Regions from separate parts of the Sus scrofa genome. Here all the other regions are linked to region 1. A link is a contact called in public Hi-C and HiChIP or PLAC-seq data. All regions are on one chromosome and are shown on one strand. Each heading gives the region's core, a stretch centred on a gene start, on an enhancer-like site or on the middle of the called end of the contact. The rest is flanking DNA. Distances are from core to core; before and after follow the strand shown. Region 1 holds the start of MRPL37 (39S ribosomal protein L37, mitochondrial). Region 2 holds the start of SSBP3 (single-stranded DNA-binding protein 3). Region 3 holds the start of LRRC42 (leucine-rich repeat-containing protein 42).

The links. Hi-C and Micro-C count contacts between places; a contact is called where the count stands out from the background. HiChIP or PLAC-seq counts read pairs in DNA pulled down with a chosen protein or histone mark.
Region 2: an H3K27ac HiChIP or PLAC-seq map of alveolar macrophages shows a contact between it and region 1. The contact joins the promoter of SSBP3 here to the promoter of MRPL37 in region 1. A contact is called at or near these places in 2 of 5 promoter capture datasets (fetal liver and liver), 4 of 47 Hi-C or Micro-C datasets (embryonic fibroblasts, heart right ventricle and skeletal muscle) and 1 of 2 datasets of contacts at active chromatin or transcription factors (alveolar macrophages).
Region 3: a contact with region 1 is called in a Hi-C map of liver, with 4 times the contacts expected there. The contact joins the promoter of LRRC42 here to the promoter of MRPL37 in region 1. A contact is called at or near these places in 3 of 47 Hi-C or Micro-C datasets (heart right ventricle, liver and skeletal muscle).

Annotation. Positions count from the first base shown.
Region 1 is chr6:158,141,745-158,145,659 of Sscrofa11.1, reverse strand. It overlaps MRPL37 (39S ribosomal protein L37, mitochondrial), which reads left to right and starts at 2,131. Exons shown (of 7, transcript XM_021096592.1): 1 at 2,131-2,556. The coding sequence starts at 2,211. LOC100622386 (NADH-cytochrome b5 reductase-like) reads right to left here and starts at 2,063. Exons shown (of 6, transcript XM_021096602.1): 1 at 1,952-2,063.
Region 2 is chr6:157,909,775-157,913,689 of Sscrofa11.1, reverse strand. SSBP3 (single-stranded DNA-binding protein 3) reads right to left here and starts at 2,091. Exons shown (of 17, transcript XM_021096596.1): 1 at 1,943-2,091; 2 at 852-924; 3 at 567-628. The coding sequence starts at 1,998.
Region 3 is chr6:158,336,585-158,340,499 of Sscrofa11.1, reverse strand. It overlaps LRRC42 (leucine-rich repeat-containing protein 42), which reads left to right and starts at 2,198. Exons shown (of 8, transcript XM_021096606.1): 1 at 2,198-2,577. It overlaps HSPB11 (intraflagellar transport protein 25 homolog), which reads right to left and starts at 1,718. Exons shown (of 7, transcript XM_013999370.2): 1 at 1,439-1,718. The coding sequence starts at 1,465.

The DNA.
Region 1 (3,915 bases), core at 882-3,381:
GAAGGCTCAGGTGAGTGCTAAGTACTCAGTTGACAAATACGGCTTGGGAGCCAGACACCGTGCTAGGTGCTGGGATACAGCAGAGGTAAATAAAACATGGGCTCTACCTGCATAGAGCTTGTGGGCTGGCACAGTGTCACAGCAGTTCATCTCATTTTTCTTGCGTGTTATGTACCAGGTTTGTATGAAGAGTGAATGAGGTCTGGTGCTCTTTTTATGCTGATCTCTTACTCCCAAGAGGTATTTTACAGATAAAGTGAGACAAGTGAAGGAGCTCTGTTAACTGTAAACTGTTGTACAGCAAGGCGGTTATTTATCTTTTCTTTTTTTTTTTTTTTGCCTTTTCTTGGGCCGCTCCCACGGCATATGGAGGTTCCCAGGCTTGGGGTCCAATCTGCGCTGTAGCCACCGGCCTACGCCAGAGCCACAGCAACTTGGGATCTGAGCCTTGTCTGTGACCTACACCACAGCTCATGGCAATGCCAGATCCTTAACCCACTGAGCAAGGCCAGGGATCAAACCTACAACCTCATGGTTCCTAGTCGGATTGGTTAACCACTGAGCCATGATGGGAACTCCAAGGCGATTATTTTATTTATTTATTTATTTATTTTTGTCTTTTTGCCATTTCTAGGGCCACTCCCGCAGCATATGGAGGATCCCCAGGCTAGGGGTCGAATCGGAGCTGTAGCCACCAGCCTAAGCCAGAGCCACAGCAACGCAGGATCCAAGCCGCGTCTGTGACCTACACCACAGCTCACCACAACACCGGATCCTTAACCCACAGAGTGAGGCCAGGGATCGAACCTGCAACCTCATGGTTCCTAGTCGGATTCGTTAACCACTGAGCCATGACGGGAACTCCAAGGCGGTTATTTATCCATCTCAGCCTTAAATTTATCTTCTCCATGTTTTACTAATCTCACTTTCCCTGGCTGTTTGGAAATTAGTAGAGAAGTTGGCCATGTCAATCATGAATTTTAAAGGTCCAGCTTCCTCTCAAAGACAAGCCTTCTCTCAGCCTTCTGCCTTTTCAGTGTAAGAAGCCAGGCGCTGACATCTGCTGTTGCCTCTGCTGCGATGATGCTCCTCACCCTCAGGCCCTGCTTCAAGGTCACCTTCTCTGAGCTCTGCTGAACCTTCCCCTTCTCATTCTCTAGCAGGTACTATGTTTATTATTAATAATACCTTATTGATTAATCACATATTATTATTTATTCATTCATTAAACACATATTGAGTCTGTGGCAGACGCTGATCTACAGGCAGGCTTCAGTGAAGAATCTGAAACCCGCGCACTCATGGAGCTTATATTCTAGTGGGAGAGTCATTACACAAGATCAAAATGGAAAACATGGCACGTTAGTGTTAAATGCGAAAGAGAAAAATAACTAGGGAAACGGGGTAAGAAGTGTGTGTGTTGTAATTGCTATTTATTTACTTGCTGTCTGTCTGTATCGCCTACTAACCTATAAGGTCTACGTCACATCTGTTTCATTCACCAGTGCAAACCTGGTGCTCAGCAGTGCCTGAGAGTTTGTCATTTGATAAACACGTGTTGCTCAAAGAGCAGGGTACACCTCCAGGTGTACCTCTGATCCTGCTTCTAGGAGGCGCAAAAGGAAATTCCAAGGAAAGAGGAGGAAAGGAACTCACTTTCAGCGCTGGGGAGGAGGCGAGCAGTACAAGCGGTCGGTGCAAGGACCACGCTCAAGCTTATCGTGAGAAGTGGTTGAGAGGAAAGGAAACCCACCACGTGCGGGACGCTGCGCAGCTGCGCTAGTTTAGGCACTTCTATCACTATTTTTACAGCGAGGGACTTTAAGGCTCAGAAGGACGTACCCTGCCCAAACTCCAACTGCCGTAAGAGATCAAGGTTGTCCTGAGTTCGAGTTTGAGGTCCTGGAGCTCTTCTCCTAGTCCCGTCCCAGCCCCCATCACAACCACTCACCTACCCTCCAGCGATTCCCCTCAGGTGAGGATCATGCAGGTTCCCCCCCCGCCCGCGGCGAAGCGGGCAGGGTTCCACCTGCGGGAAAGGAAGAAGGTCTGGGGGGTGGGGCAAGACAAAGATGCCCTGATTGTGATTGGTTAAAGCCGCTGCCACTCATAAACGGAGCCTTGGCGTTCAGCCCATTTCGTTCCCAGCAGGCCTTGCGCTCGGGAAGATGGTGGCGTCCAGGTGGAGGCTTTGAGAAGATCCGCTGGGTATGGCGTTGGCGTCTGGGCCCGCAAGGCGGGCGCTGGCTCGCCTCGGCCGGCTCGGCCTTGGGGGCTGCGGGGCCCCGAGACGCGGGGCGTACGAGTGGGGTGTGCGCTCCACGCGGAAACCCGAGCCTCCTCCCCTGGACAGAGTGTACGAGATCCCAGGACTGGAGCCCATCACCTACGCGGGGAAAATGCACTTCATGCCCGGGCTGGCGCGGCCAGTCTTCCCTCCCTGGGACCCCGGCTGGACGCACCCAAAGTTCCGCCGTTTGCCCCCGCTTCACGAGCACCCGCTGTACAAGGACCAGGCGTGCTACGTCTTTCACCAGCGTTGCCGTCTCCTCGAGGGTGAGGCCCCAGCACGGGCGGGAAGGGGCCTTGTTCCTCCACTCAGCACAGACCTCAATTTTCTGTGGCCTTGGGCAGGACATTGAAACTCTGTGGGCCTCAGGTTCTTCGTCTGTGAAAGGCGCCCGACATTGATTCCCATCTCCTGAAGTTGTCAAGATTAAGTGGGACGAAAAGAGCAGCATGTGTGAGAGAGTATTAAGAATTTTAGTGGCCAAGTGAAAATAACTGGTTTCTAGGCTTAGCCTTGCCTCTCCCTCTCTGTGATTTTGGTCAAGTGGCTGAAGCTTCCTAAGCCTCCATTTCCTGTGGCATGAGTTGTTTTTGACTAGGTGGAGCACATTGGCTGAGCTCTTGACACCCTCCAGATGTAACTATGTTTAAGAACTAGATGGGAGGGAGCTCCCCTTGTGGCTCAGTAGGTTAGGAACCCGATGAGTATCTGTGAGGATGCAGGTTCGATCTCTGGCGTCGCTCAGTGGGTTAAGAATCTGATGTAGGTCGCAGATGTGGCTCAGATCCCGCTTTGCTGTGGCATTGCTGCAGCTCTGATTACACCCCTAGCCTGGTGACTTCCGTATGCCACAGGTGTGACCCGAAAAAGGACTAGAGGGGAATTATAGTGCAAAGAGACGACAGAAAGAGTGCTTAATCTGCAGGCCTATCTCCTTTTTTCACAGGATTGGTAATTGTGACAGAGGGGATGTGACTTGCTCACAGCTGTGCTGTGGGTTACTAGTGAAGCCAGGCCTACACCAGGTCAGTGTCTCTTGTCAAAGGTCAGAGCTGAGATGTTTTTCAAGGAAAGGATCCAGACCTAAAAGCTGTCTAGTTCCCTTCTCCTTTATTCCTACTAGGAATAAGAACAGCTCGAAATAACTTGAGCCAAAACTATCTGTATGTCTATGGCAGTAGCAGAAATTGTTTCATTGTATGGGGGGGCTTGTTTATTGAGAGACCCTTTACTGATTTTTCTCCTTATTCTTCCTTAGTCCCTAAATCAGGATAGGGTTAGGGCTTGGCCTGAAAACACAAAATGGTCCAGGTAAGTGGGAGCAGAATTTTCCAATGAGTAATTAAGAAAGAAAGAGACCTGTCAGAATTTGGGGACTAAGCCAGCGAATAAATCCTAGGTTTGAAAAACACTTGAGTCAACCAGCCAGCCTCTTAAAGCTGCCCAAACCCTTTCCTGAAAGCTGGGCTTGCAGCCTTTAAACCCTTTCACTGTCCATACAGAGTGCTGAGAGGGACCTCACAAGAGTTGTCATCCTTGAGTGACCCTGGTAACATTACCAGGTAGATGAATTGCCATAGTTGCATTTTAGGAGTTAAATTAACTTGTTCAGGCTGAAAACATAC
Region 2 (3,915 bases), core at 842-3,341, 230 kb after region 1:
ATGGGGTGGGGGGAGGAGGGGGCTGCCATCGGTATAATCAACATCTTTTAAAAGAAGGGGCAACCCCTTCTCGCTTTTTCTCCGGGTGCCTGAAAAGGTCCCCAAAGGTTTTTCTCTCAAGGTAGGAGCTCCAAGGAGAAAAAGGAAGAGCCAGGCCAGTTGTTAAACAGACCTGGTACCCCCTCCGCCCGGCCCCGCCCCCGCTCCCTCTAATTAAAGCAGCATGCAGAATTGACAAAAATCCTTCCAGGTTTTTTCCAAGCCTCTGCCTAGTGCCTCGGAGTGCGATGTACAAGTCAGGAGTTTCTGCCCGAGCACCACGCACGATTCAGTAGATTCTCAACAGGAGGGGACAGAGGAGGCAAAAACTTTTAGGCACCGACCTCCTCTGCCCTCTTCCCCCTTTGCCAGGCCAGGCCTGAGAACCCAGGGGTGCCCTGCTCTGGGTGACGCTGAGGGCTAAGGCATGGGAAGGGGGGGGTCTGCTCCAGACCGCACGTCTTTGTTCACTTAGACCTGGGCCTCGGAACAAAACAAACACACACACAACTATCACACAAACTTACCACCACCACGAGTGCAAAAACCCAGGCGGTTCTCCCAACGTGATGTTTTTTTCCCATCGAATCTGGAAGGGAGAGAGCAGAGACAGCTTAGAGGAGCAGAGAGAAGGGGTGGGCTGGGGGCTTCCCGGAGCCAAAAGGCTGTGAGGACCAACTAACAATAAATGCCAAAAGGTGATAAAAATTCAAAATGGTGGCCACAGTGGCTGCTCCAGAAAACAAAGGCTTTAAGAATAGTGGGGACGAGGGGGTGTCAAGAAATTGGATGAGGGGGGAAGTTCCACTCACCTCCGATAAGAAGGTCTGTGCAGATTTCTGTGCTCCTACATGCAGTAAATATTCGTAGACGTATAAAGCTAACCTGGAAAGTGGGCAGGGGGCACAGAGAGAGAGAGAGAGAGGGAGAGGGAGGGAAGGCGTCAGATCACACCGGGTGCTCGCTCCTGGACCTTGCCGGCCGGCTCCCAGCCCTGTCTACGCTGGCCCATTGTGGCCCCAACCAGAGGTGAGCAGCTACCTCGACCCTGCCCGGAGCCACGGGTGCGAACAGCTAGGGGATGGGGACCAGGAGAGGCGTTACTTCAAAACGCAGAGGCTGAAGAGCAGCCCCCGAACTTGAACTTCCAAGCAGCGTCGCAGCCAAACCCACCGAGATCTCTCAAACTCGCAAGCCATCCGACCCCCAGAGCCTCGCTTCTTTTCCCTACCCACTCCTTGCCACCCTGTCTCCAGGTGTGAGAGTCGGGGAGACTCCGTCCGGGACTCTGGGGTGCTCCGCGCGCTCCGGAGAGGACAGCAAAGCGCCACCCTCACCACCTCCCCCCAAAACAACTGTCCCCCAAGCTTGGAGCCAAGCCGGCGCCGCCGTCCCTACCCAGCCCGGCGCCCCGGAGGGCCCGGGGCCGGCGGCGAGGCCGAGGGCAGGGAAGGGAGAGCTCTCCCGGCCGAACAAAGCCCCCGGCACGCACTCCTCACGCCGCGGGCGGACAAAAGGAGCCTTCGGGGCTGCAGAAGCCACGCGCCCTCTGCCCGCGCCCGGTGGGCAAAGTGCGGCCACCGCGGCGAGCGCCCCGGCTTGGGTGGGCGCCCAGGCTCGCTCACGGGACCTCGCCCACCCCTCACCGCAGGCCCTCGTGCCCGGCACGCCCCGCGGCCCCCAAGTACCCCATCCTCCGGCGGCGCCCCCCGATGCCCCAACCTCCGCCGGCTCCCAACAATGGGCTCTCCCACGCCGCCCGCCGCGGCCTCGGGAAGGGGCCAGGCAGGCGGTGCCGGGGCCCGGGGCCCGGGACGCAGCAGCCCCCGCCCGCCCACCTGCCTCCCACCACCCGCCCGCAGCCCGGCGGCAGCGCGGCCGCCACTTGGAAAATAGGGCTTACTTTTCCCGAGCCTGCCCGTCCGAGGGCACCGCCGAGCCTTTGCCTTTGGCAAACATGTTTTGCAGAGAAGAGGGCGCCGAGCCTCGCCGCCGCCGCCGCCGCCGCCGCCGCCGCTACCGCTCCGGCTGCTCCCGAGCTGCCCCCTCGCTCCCGGCCCCCTCCCCGGCGCTCGCTCGCTCACTCGCTCGCGCTTTCCTAGCCGCGATCCCCTCCCTCCCCCCCAGGCGCTGGCTCCGCGCTCTTTCCAGCTGTCAAAGCGTCAGCCCCGGCCGCGGCCCCATTGCCCTGGAACTCCTCCCGCGCCGGCTCGGCCTGGGGTGCCGGTGCCGCCGCCGCCGCCGCCGCCGCTCGCCCGTCGGCCCGGCTGCCCGCTGGCTCGCTCGCGCGCCGCCCGCCCGGCTCCGCCTGCGCCGCCCTCTGCGCCTCCAGCACCGCTGCCGCCGCCGCCGCTGCCGCTGGTCTACTTGGAGCTCAACCGAACGTGGCTACCCGGGCGAGGGAGCTAGGCGGGCGTCAACGTCCCGCGATTGATGGGCGCCTAGACCAATTGGCACGAGGGGGCGGGCCCGGGGCGGCCCGGGAGGGACGCCCTGTCAGCGCCCGACCGCGGCAGTCCCCGCTGCGGCCGCCTCCGAGGAGCCGCTGTTCCTGCTCCTGCGAGCGAATCGGGGGTGTTCGGGGGCGCGAGCCTCTCTTTGCTGTAGATGTGGGGAGGGGACACGAATCGGGACGGGGGAGGTCTAGTTTCCCAGCCCCTGCGAGGAGGGGTCCCGACCCGCGCTCTCCAAGGCTGGGACCACTGGGGGGCGAGGGGGGGCGCTGCGGCAGAGTCGGAGGGGAGGGGGCGCGGACCCCTGAGCGGAGCGCCGCCGGCTCCCTCCCGCCACGTCCCTCTCCCTTATCTGCCCCTCACCTCCCCCCGCCGCAGCTTGCGCTGGCCCAGCCCTTATCTCCCCCTCCCCCTCGCCGGTCCCCCACCCACCCCCACCCCCGGCTCCGACCCCGACCCCCTCCCCAGACTCCTACCCTCCCCCCTCGGCTGCCCCGCCCCCTGTCCTCTCCCTCGCCCAGTCTGGCTTCGGAGCGCCGGGCCCGGGGCTCCACGCTGCGAACTGGGCGGCTCGAGCCGGCGCCGAGGCGCGCGGCTGCTCCTTTACTAGATCATTAAAATACTTTGGAAAACCCCAAAGTGGAGTCGCGCGAAAATGGCCCTTGGCCTGCTTTAGGGAGCCCGGGAGGGAGGTACTGAGGACTTGGGCTAAGAGAGGGCAGAGTGATCGCTCCCAAATTTCGGAGGTCTGCCCGCCCTAGTAAGTTAGACCCCTTCGGCTTCTCCACGGGAGACGGTGCTATCCCGGGGTAGGAGGGCATCACCTGGGCGCCCAGCGATGCGAGATGCGCGCCGCAGAAATCTGCAAACTTCAAATAAATGGAGCTAAATTGGGGAGTGGGAGACGAGAGTCAGGAGTGGGGGGAGGGGAAGCTTCCATTGTCAGTGACCCAGGTGTACAATGGGAAATTGAGGGGGGGAGGCTGGCAGAGTGACCCAGCTATTTGCTGCTGACTCCTTTCTGCCCACGCCAAGAACCCGAGGACACACTGAGTGTCCCTCACCAGAGACTCTCGAGACCAGAAACCAACGAAACAGGGGAAGACTCCCCCATTTTCAGACTGTTTTTAGAGCGCGGTTCTCTTTAAATGCGATAAAACACTGTCGGCACTGTCTCTTTAAAAGAGTCAAGCAGAAAAAGCTGTGTAAGCGCTGATTGGCTGCCTGTTTGGATACATCTTTAGGGGAGCCTTGAAACTGTTAGCCTAGGTTGATTTTTTTTTTTTTTAACTGCGCTGTTCCAATAAACAAGTAACGCCCCTCCCCCTAACATGCCTCGCACCAAACAATTAAAGGATAGGTCAGTGTCCTGGGGAAAACACGTTTCAAGTAGAAGAACTCAGAACAAAATAAAGAATCTTTC
Region 3 (3,915 bases), core at 949-3,448, 190 kb before region 1:
TCTCTATGTGTAAAATATAGAGGATTAGTTGATTGCAAAGTCACTATAAGGCAAAGGAATGTTATTTTAGATTATATTATTGGAGTTAAGAAGGAACCACCTTCTATCGAAATCTTTGAAAACCAACTAAGGGCCAGACACTGCACTAGTAATGCAAAGATACTATGTCGTCACCTTTGACTACAGTAAATCTAAGACAAAGATGGTGACCAAGGCTTGGTTTTTGCCTTCAAGCTCAGTGTCAAGGAAGATGGACAACCATGAAACTAGTAACTTAGTATGTTACATGCTAATAGTGAACCACACCTAGAATACTCTGTTCGGTTCCAATTAGCATATTTTAAGTAAGACACTGTCAGGCTTTACATTGTTCAGAGGAGTGCAAAAATTTCATGATGATATATAAGCTACATTAAATGGAGGAAGTTGAAAGAATATTGTTTCAAGGAGAGATAATTTAGTGAGAGAAATGTGACTACAAGTTTTAACATCACAAGTCTTCAAATGTAAAAAGTATTAGAATTTTTCACTAATAACTGATGATAATAACAGGGAGAAATGCACTCAACAAATATGAATTCCAGAGTTCTCTGTGGTGCCATGGATTGAAGATTTGGCATTGTCACTGCAGCAGCTTGGGTTGCTGCTGTGGTATGGGTTCGATTCCTGGCCTAGGGACTTCCACATGCTGCAGGCATGGGCAAAATAAATAAACAAACAAACATGAATTTTAAGCTGGATGACATCATAGATATAAGAAATTTCTAGCAAAGAGAAGATTTTTAATCTTTTCCAATCCTGGAAGTGTACAAGAAAAGGTAATAACCTATGAAAGAAACTAAAGAAAGAATTCTTGCACTGGGGTTCCTTTAGAATGACTTGAATTCTAGGAAAGGTAGATTAGGAGCAGATAATACAAATACTTGAAAGTCAGGTAAAGAGAGTAGGCTTTAGCCTATAGTTCAGTGGTTCTCAATTGGACTGGTGGTGATGCCTTAGATGCCTTATCTTGTCCCAGTGCCATTTATCCACCCTTTCACCTCCAGTTCGCATGTCCTTTCTTTCCGCAAACCTCTCTGCGCCAAGTCTTCAGTTCACCTTCTCCCCGACCAGCCACTAGCTTCTGGTAACTCTTTGATTCCTCAAACCCTGTCCCATTACATCATCCACCGGGAACGTGTGTAAATTCGAGAAGCGCCATCCTCCCTCTCCCCAGTGCCAGCCAGGGCCTATAGCTTGGCATATCACTTGAAAGGCAATCAGCCCTGACCCCACATTTTCCCCTCCATCCCAAACCCTTCTCTTCAGTTCAAGGCCATTTCGAGACCTCCATGGGCCCTGAACATTCATAACTTTGGACTCCTGGCGCCAAACTAGATAAAATATCTTAAATGAACCCACATCTTATGTCAAACATAATTCTGAAGTATGAACTTACGTTCCAGTGGATAGGTTTCATTTTCATACACTTATAATTTCGACTTGGAATTGATTTTCCCTTTGTGTGTGGGGGGGTCAAAACATTTTATCAGGCCTAGAAAAAGTTCGTGCGCTGGTTCTCTGGTACTTCGAAGAGACCTGCGTCAGACTTCCCCCTTCCCGGTCCCCTCACGAGCCAAGCCTCAGCGACCCCGGCGATCCGCCTCCGCGCCGCGCGTCCCCTCACAACCCCCGCCACGCTCGCTCGCTCGCTCCCTCCTCCACCAGCATCCCCTTCTGTCGGCCTCGCCCAGCCAGGGTCCCACCTCCCAAGGTGCCGGGCGAGCCACAAAGCCCGGATCGCCTAGGCCTCCGGTTAGCGACAAACGCGCTTACAGTCGAGCTTCGTTTCTCTCTACCGCCCTGCCCACAACTCCGCCTCTCCCCTCTCCGCCGGCCTCCTAGGAGTTCGCTGGCTGCTGCGCAGAATCTACTCCCGGCTCTATGCTCCACCCCTCCCTCAGACCCCGCCCCGTCTCGCCCCACCCTGCGTTGCGCGCCCCATTCCCCAGCCCCGCCTCCCTCCCGCCCAGCCTCCTCGAGATCCCCAGAGCGCTCAGCTCTTCTCCCGGCCTGATGCTCCACCCTCCCATAGGCCACGCCCCAGGCCACGCCCCCGTGATCTTTGGTTCGCGGGCTGAGTTCCGCAGCCCCGCCCAAGGGCCTGTCCCTAGGTAAGCCCTGAGCACGCGCTGCCTACCCTCCCCCAGCTCAGCTTGATCCCAGGGGCCTGCGAGACCCAAGAGACCCGCCTTCGTGCGAACACGCACGCGCAGTCCCCACCTCTCCCGGCTCGAGCCCTAGGCCCTCAGGTCGCCAGCCCGGGGCCCGGTCCCGCCTCCAGGCCCGGCTCCGCCCCTCATGCCGGGTCTCGCGCGCAAGCGCGCCTCCCCTGCCCAGTCTTCCCTCCGCCCCCGCCGGCCCCGCGGTCCCAAGGCGCCAGGTCGCCCCCAGCCCCCTCCCTCCTCCCGCCCACTCTCTGTCCCACCCTCCTCAGCTTTGTGCCGGGGGCGCGGAGCCGCTTCCCCCCTCTGCCGCGCCGCGGGAGGAGGGACCTGCCACCGAGGAGCTGCCGGGCTGCCCCAGGCGGGGGTACAGGTAGGTGGCGACCGCGGGCTGGGCCTCTCACGTAGCCCAGGGCTGAGAATGGGGCGGGTGCGGGGTTTGAGGGAGGGGTGGGATGGGGGAGGGGGAGATCGAAAGGGACGAAGCTGGGGTGTGGTTGGTGAAAGATGTGGAGATGAGGATATAGGGGTGTCAGAGGTGGGTTTAAGGGTAGAATTGGGGTGCTGGGGGAGTGTATGAGGGCGTGTGAAGATTGGGGTTCAGGCCTGGGTGGGAGAAGGGAGAAGGATTAGCTTGGGTGAATTTGAGGAGGGGCATGCGTGGGAATTTCGACCGAGGTGGAGGATTGCAGTGCTGGCGAAGGAGGGGAAGAGGGAATCGGATTGAGGGGTGCCAAGAGGGAAGGGTCTAGGACTGGAATGGGAGAAGGGGTGGGGTCTTGGGGGTAGGGAGGAAAAGTTGGGGCCGCGGATTGTGAAGTTGGGCTTTAGTGAGGCGTGAAGAAAGGAGATCTTGAAGGTTGAGGGCAGAAGACAAGGAAAAGATGGAGAGATTGGGGTCCTGGGAGAGGGAATCTCAGCGAAGTGGGAGGAAGGGGCGAATACATGGTGAAGGACAGAGCAGGAGTGCATAGGGATGAGAGTGGGTGGGGGTGGAATGGTCTAGGAAGGAAGGAGCCGGGTGACGGTGGGATTGGGTCGGAGGGATGGGGGAGCCACATTTCAGAAGGGTCCTGGAAGGATGGGTAGGGCGGGAGGTTGGAGAGGTGGGGGCAGGGTAGCTGGGAGTGGAGGAAGGGAGAGGGTTAGGATCCTTGGTGTGGAGATTGGATTTTGTGTGTGGTACTCTGGAGTTGGCAAGTGGAAAAAACTGTCCAGGGTCAGAACGTAGGAGAGATCGGCCTGTTCCAAGAGGGAAGTAGGAGCTACGTATGGGTGAGAAGGCAGGTAGGGAAGTGCAAGTTACAGGAAAAAAGAAATAATGCGTTGAAAACTGAATAATGGCGGTGACCCAGAACAGTATAAGATTGTTAGTTATTTTTTAAAAAAAAAAAAGATTGTTAGTTATTGGTGGTTTGGAACTACTTTCTGTTCAGGTTTTACGTTGGAGATTTTCTCAAGAATACTTCGTTTTCAAATAAACGAAGGGTGTCTGCAGCCTTGGGTTGAAGGCCATTGGTTGACAGATTTTTTTTTTCCTGGTGTGTGAATGTGGGTAATTTCTGCCCTGGCAGAGGGAAGAAGGGAGGCCTCAGTGTAGCTCTGTCCTGGCTCTGTTCCCACCAACTCTTTCCTCAGATGTCCACTGGTTTTTTTATCTCCTCCCTGCGCCCCCCCCCCCCAGCTTGAGTCAGTGAATACCAGAGGGATC